Linked DNA regions of Hordeum vulgare: region 1 is linked to region 2. The links are chromatin contacts, called in public Hi-C maps. All regions are on one chromosome and are shown on one strand. Each heading gives the region's core, a stretch centred on a gene start, on an enhancer-like site or on the middle of the called end of the contact. The rest is flanking DNA. Distances are from core to core; before and after follow the strand shown.

Evidence for each region. A called contact is a pair of places that touch in the nucleus more often than the background predicts.
Region 1: a Hi-C map of leaf shows a contact between it and region 2, with 6 times the contacts expected there. The contact joins the promoter of LOC123447721 here to the promoter of LOC123447720 in region 2. A contact is called at or near these places in 2 of 6 Hi-C or Micro-C datasets (both in leaf) and 1 of 1 datasets of contacts at active chromatin or transcription factors (embryo).

The regions. Positions count from the first base shown.
Region 1 is chr4H:31,927,522-31,931,125 of MorexV3_pseudomolecules_assembly, reverse strand. LOC123447721 (probable WRKY transcription factor 74) reads right to left here and starts at 2,184. Exons shown (of 4, transcript XM_045124359.1): 1 at 2,019-2,184; 2 at 780-1,584; 3 at 567-692. The coding sequence starts at 1,531.
Region 2 is chr4H:31,502,708-31,505,938 of MorexV3_pseudomolecules_assembly, reverse strand. It overlaps LOC123447720 (serine hydroxymethyltransferase 1, mitochondrial), which reads right to left and starts at 1,673. Exons shown (of 16, transcript XM_045124355.1): 1 at 1,524-1,673; 2 at 1,354-1,392; 3 at 1,163-1,249; 4 at 939-1,060; 5 at 729-805; 6 at 1-14. The coding sequence starts at 1,601.

The DNA of each region.
Region 1 (3,604 bases), core at 935-3,434, 420 kb before region 2:
CATGGAGGGCAAGTCATTTGGATAGGATTATTATATAGTGAGAGAGACTAAGTGAATCACGATAGCATGATCTCGGTTGGGAAGTGGTTGCTTTAAGGCTCATGATTGACATATTTTTTCCGAAAGTGGCATAGAAAAGAAAGAATGTCATCATCCACGAAGTGATTATTTAATGTTGTAGCAATTAAGGCATCGACACCTCATGGATACCGAATCACGTATTGGATAGAAAACAAACATGTACAGCACCCAAGAAAACACATTCCTTGGATAAAGTGTGTTCTGATTATCATTGACACATTAGTTATCACAAGGCACTTGAGTAAGCTCATGGTTTGTATGCAGTTGTGCATTCTATAATAGTAGCATGTAAGTCATCACACCTTTACCAACAAAGTTGATGCATTATGGTGATTATAGCATCATCACGACTACTTTCTATAAATGTATAATATAGTAAAGAAAATCGTAGCAAAATAAAATTTACCCTACAAAGTATCAGATGAGCAGTTCTGCACTTTTTTTTATTTACACAACTATAAAAAAATCCACTATAAAAAGTATACCTGGGGTGAGGGGAACCCTTAATTGGCTTCTGCCCATACTTCCTCCATGAGTATTCATCTGGAGGTATATCAGCAATTTTGTTACTAATTGCGGGAACTTTAATCGTCCTCTTCACCCGCAACTTCCTGCTGAAATAGGATAGAGATAATTAATCATGGTGTCCTATCTTGAACAAAAAGAGTCAGAAACACCAAATATGTCAGATTTACTACCTTCTCTTTGAACAATGGCACCTGCCAGTTGCAGCACACTTGCCATTTCCATCCTCCCCACGCCCAGAGCACCGCCTCCTTGGAGCCTGCTGCGCGTTCACCGGGTCGCTCATAGCAGGCCCGCCGATCAAATGAAACGAGGAAGACTTGGCATCCAGGCTGGCCACGCTGCCATCCATGCTCAAAGACGACATGAAGGACCTCGCCGACGACATTGTGCCCGTGCCACTGGGGCTGTCAAACTTCAAGTTGATCCCGCTGTTGCTTCTCTTGAACATCTCGGCCCGCATCTTCTGCTGCTGCTGCTGGTGCTGGTGCTGGAACTGATTATACCGCGACGAATCGCCAAACTGGAAATGCGCGGACAATGGCTGGACCAGCTTGGGAGGCCCTCCGATTGGGTGCGCGGGCTGCGAATCCAAAATGCTGTTTCTAGGATACACCTGCGCGGAGCTGGTGGAAGGGTGTGCGCTGTTCAACACCACCACCGGGGTGTTGTTGTCCAAGAAGCCCTTCTGGCTGAGGAACCCGGGGGTCTGCCTCCTGCTGACAACCTTGGCTCTAGGATGGGTGGTTCCTCCGGAGGGCTCGTTGCCGAGGAGGGAGACCACCTTCCTGAACTTGGCACAGGCTTCGTCCGTCCCGAGAGCTATGCTCCGGAGCTGCTCCGGGCCCTGGGTCTGGGTGAGCAAGCCGAGCACTCTGTGGCAGCTCTCCACGGCCATCCTGTTGGCCTCCTCCACTTCCTCCATTTCGAGAAGCTCACCGGCACGTCGGTTACTCGGCAGCTCCCGCCGCGGCAGATCTGAAGAGCAGGAAATGGGAGAGAAAACTCGCTCAGATCTCAAGAAAAGCTCACCATGGCCACTCCGCGTCACTCGCGCGGCCACGCATCGGCCGTCACGATAGCAACAGGCCGATGGCCGGCCAAGAAAGCGGTCCCGGGCCGGATCACGGCGGAGGCCTAGGACTCAGGCGGAACCCCGAGAGGCGGCAGCAGCGGGCACCGAGAGAGAGAGAGAGGAAGACGGGCGTGGAGGACGAGCCCGCGGCGGCGAGAAGCGAGCGATTTGTTGCGTGCGGGCGCATCAAACGGGGGGCAACAACAACAACCCCACCACCACCACCGCACCCCCCCTCCCAAGATTCCCGCAAGAAAGAACCGCCCGCCCGCGCAAGCGAGCCGCGCGGCACGAGGCGAGGCGGCTGCGGAGCAGCAGCAGGGACGCCGCGACTCACCTCGGGGCGGCGCGCGATGAACCCGGGGCCACGGGCTCGGAAGCGACGGACGACGGACGACGATCGGCCCCCCACGCACCAGCGGCGACCGGTTTAGCGGAAGGTGTGAAGGAAGGAGCCAAGGGGAGACCGGGGAGTAATTCTCCGTCGTCGTTTGTTTCTCTTGCAGCCGAGGGCCGCCGGCCCGTATAATATTGCGGGCCGGGCCCCTCGCGCCGTGGAAAATGCGTCGCCGCCTGGACGGATCCGGGCCGTCCGAGCGGCGATGGACGGACGGGGATGTGTTTGGGAAGGGGTTGTGGATTAGTTTAGTGGCGAGATGGGATGGGGATGGGGATGGGGTGATGGGGTGGGTCAAAACGTCAAAGGAGGGAGGGAGGGACATGGGTCAGTCAGTGTGGTGTGGTGTGATTCATTGTTGACCATTGCTCCTCCTCGGGTCACATGGTGGGAAAGGTCGGGCGGGGGGCACACATGAGATGCGGACAATTCGTTCGTGCCATACTTTAATGTGCCGGATTCGGACAAGGGTGGGAGAAACTTTATTATTATTTACCTAACTCACATGAAGACGGGCTCCTTTTTTATTGTGGGAGGGAGATTTTACATCGCCATCTGTTACTTACTTGGGAAAAGAAGTGGTGGCGATTCACGAATATGTCAAAATTTGGAGCTTGGCGTACTCCCTTCGTTCTTATTTACTCTGCATGTTACTAGCTTTGAGTGACGTAAACCTTTCTAAAATCCGACCAAGGTTATAAAAGACAATATAACAATTTACAGTGACACATTTATATGATGTGAAAAATGCATGCGATGATGAGTTTAATGGTATTGATTTGATGGGTGTATATGTTAATACATTTTTCTACAAATTTATCGAAAGTATTTAAGGTTTGAATTTATACAAACCTAATATGTTGAGAGTGCTTCGCAACATCTGCTTCAAGACACTTCCGGTTTTAATATGTAGATTCCCTCCGTGTATAGTTTCAAGCACAAATATAATTCGTTTACAAGGTGAACAAAAGAAAAAATCGACAATGATTAGTGCTGAACAGCAAATTGCTAATCTTTTACATATTATATAATTCCTTCGTAAAGTAGTGATCTAAACGTTTTTGTATTTCTTTACGAAGGTAGTACTTCGTAAATGAAATTTAAGAGGTGAAAAGGGGGAAAACGGCAACGAATAGTGCTAAACAGTCAATTGCTAGTTTTCCTTCATAGTGTCCTGAACTTGGAACTTCACATGCAAATAGGTCTTCCGAGAGCATTACAGTCGGACCTTGTAAATCCAGCCCTTAAATGTTTATGGACACGTTCGTCTAGTGACCGGGCTTGTTCTTTATTTACCCGTCCGCGTAATCATATTTTTTATTTTCTTACTCATATGTCCGATCACTTGCACGTAATTGATGAAGAGGAAGCGAGAGAGAAAAAAGTATAGATAAATTAAAGAAAAATGTGGTTCGGAGTGGGGCCGCATCCTATGTGACGGAATGATCGGACACATCCGTGAGCCTCATAACCTCCTCATATTTGAGATGGATATGAGTGCTGACGTACAACTCGAACATATAGAA
Region 2 (3,231 bases), core at 424-2,923:
AGGTTGCACATTCACTGCAGAGGCAGTAATTGGTCATGCAGGTAACTGGCCACCAACTTGGTGGAAGGACAATTATCACACCAAGATCATAGCGGTTAGCAACGCAAAACATTAAAAATATAGCAGAAGTGTCTAATCCCAGGTGTGTACCATATGTAGGCTTTGGAATTGACTAATATATTTTGGCTTGTAAATGGTGTGATGCACATATTCAAAACAGAAATCTCTTAAGCAACTTGACTACTTTAGATTGCTCTATTTCCCATCAAGTACCCTGGAAACTTTGTCAACTATGGAGAACACAAGATTGGCTCAAATCAGATCACCTTTTTCCCATTCTGCTGTCTCATTTGCGCCATCCAAAGCACTAGAATTAAAAAGGCTATTGGCTCCAGGTCCACATAAAGAATAGAATTTATAGAATACTTGGACTTAACCCATTAACTTTAGGATATTACTACTTTAGAAGATTACCCTATTTCCCATCAAGTAAAATTTTGCCAACGATGGAACATAATAATATTGGCTCAAATCAGATCATCTTATTTATTTTCATTCTGCTCTCTCATTTGCATCACCAAAAGCAGTAGAGAAAAAAAAAGACTAATGACTCTATGTCCACATAAAGGATATAATTTATAGGAAAACATCCTGCAGCGTCATTAGTTCTACCGGACACAAGAGAAGCTAAAAACGAAATTAATAACAAACCATCATCAAGATCTTACCTCCCCACTTCTCCGGGTCCAAATTGAAGGCCTCCAAAGCACGTTTCTGGCACAGCGTCTCGGCCATATCAATGTATCTGCGGGCAAGCAAAGCCAAAACAGGCACCGGTTCACATCACTGACCCCCCACATCCATTTAATTCCTGCTCCAAGCATATATTTTTTTTCAAATGTAAATAAATACAGAGAAGAGAAGGAACAGGGCCGTACTCGTTTCCACCGTAGTATCTGGCGCCGGGGTACCCCTCGCTGTACTTGTTCGTCATGACGGATCCCACGGCCTGCATCACCGACAGGGAGGTGAAGTTCTCCGACGGGATGAGCTCCAGCCCCTGCAAACCACCAGACAGGCCGACGCGATTCAGCACCGAGCACGATAGCAACCAATCATTTGGTAGCGGCGGTTGCTGGTTGGTGAAGGCGGCGGCAGAGACCTTCCATTGGCGGGCCTTCTCGAGCTCGATGATGTCGGCGATCTCCGGGTCGACCTCCTCCAGCGGCGCGTTGAGCTGCTTCGGCCACTGCGCTCGACGCGGGGAGGGGAGGGGAAGAAGGTAAGCACGGGGCAACAGACAAACAGACAAACAAACGGACAGGGAGCAATGGGCGGGCGCATCGGACATACGGTGACTGCGGATCTCTCCTCCGTCGCCGGCAGGGACGCCTGCGAAGACAAATCAAACAAGGGAAATGGATGAACACACGCCGGGCCATGATTGTTTCGGAACCGCCAAAGACGATTTATGAGAAGAAGAAGGAAAGGAGAAGAGGGGAGGGCGGCGTGGCGTGGCGTACCATGGAGTAGAGCGGCGTGAGGCGGGAGAGGGGCTGGCCGCGGGCGGAGAGCTTGCGGAGCGCCGTCGCCATGGCCATGGTGGGTGGTGGTGGTGGGCGGCCTCCTCCTCTGGGTAGGGGTTGGAGTGTCGGGTTTGGGAGGTAGTGGATCGCATGGCGTCCTTTATTTTAACTGGAGGCAGCAGATGTGGGCTGAGTGATCAGCATCCACCAGACGCATCGCCCTCACCAACCCCTCATTTTTTTCCTTTTCAGAAATTGGAATGGATATGGGAGATTTTTTTTCTTTTAGGGATTTCAATTCAACATGAATTTATCTGGATACCATTGGGAATTGCATTTACTAGCTGGATGCTCTTAATTTTTCCTTTTCCCTTTTAGCAAGAGGATAATTTATCTAGTTACCGTTGGAACTTAGCCTTTACTAGCAAAAACGACAATGAAAAACTCATGGTTCCAAGCAGGCTAGATTCGAATATGGGGTATTCAGATGCTGGTACAGGGTTAAGGATGCAGGTCCCACATGTCAGGCGTCCCTACATTTCACTCTAACTAGTTTATGGGAGGGTTAGCTCAAAGTATCCCCATCACCACCAACCGGAGCAGACAAGATTCTTCACAGAGAAAAATAAGCCGAAACAAACAACGATCCTGATCCTAGAGGCGCAGAGGATTTACTTGTATAAAAACTAGCCCATGTGGTTACTTAACTACCACTAATCAGAAAGCAGGACACCAAATAGCAAAGGAAGCAGCAGCTCGGGCCACTCAAGCTGCCATGTTATATATCCCACAACTTTGGCATCCATCACCTAACACCAGGAAAGCGACACCGCATTTCTTTCAAAAACTAAAAGACATGAAGGAAACAACGGAAATGTGTTTATCGGTCACAGCAACTGATTATGTTTTCACGTGAAAAGAAAACATATTAGAAATTAAAAATATATACCAGACACAACTAAATAGATATTTACTAGGTGCATGCCTGGGCATCAGAAAAAATAACTGCATGAATTAACAGCAATGCCAGAAGAAGAAAAATATATATGGAGAGGACATGGCCAGAGTGTTGCTGCATTGCCTACGTGCATACAGGCCACCCGAGCCCTATCTTTCCATGACCACAAGCCAAGCGTTCGTACTCGGATGTAGATAAAGCGATCAATCTCCGACTCAAATAATAACAATGAAATAAGAGAACGGGAATTGATTGATGATGATAAGCAGACAATTTCCTTTTTTTCCTCCTGTCACGAACTAACCAGTAACGTGTCACTTTGCAAGGCTATCCTTTGGATTTCCAATCAATCTGCACCTGCACAAAAAAGAAAAAAGAAAAAAAACAGAAACCAACAAGAGTGGACATAAGTTACTGCAAGGATCTCATTGGGGGATGATGGATACGTTCACATTACTAGCATGTCGAATAATCTAGCATTTAACTCTGATCATAGATCGACATTGAACATTTCTATTTACACCTGATCCACAAGGAATTGCAGAATTTGAACGGCATTTCCACAATTGCATATCCAACGCCTACGCTTTCCAGTATGCTACTTGGATCATGGAAAGGAGCTTCCAAAATATCGATATGTACAGGGAATGACTATTTACATTTTACAGCTTTACCAATTTTGAATCCCCGTGGGTGAGCGCACCGCGTGTCCATGCAAATCGTGCATGCTTGAGGTATTTTCGATCA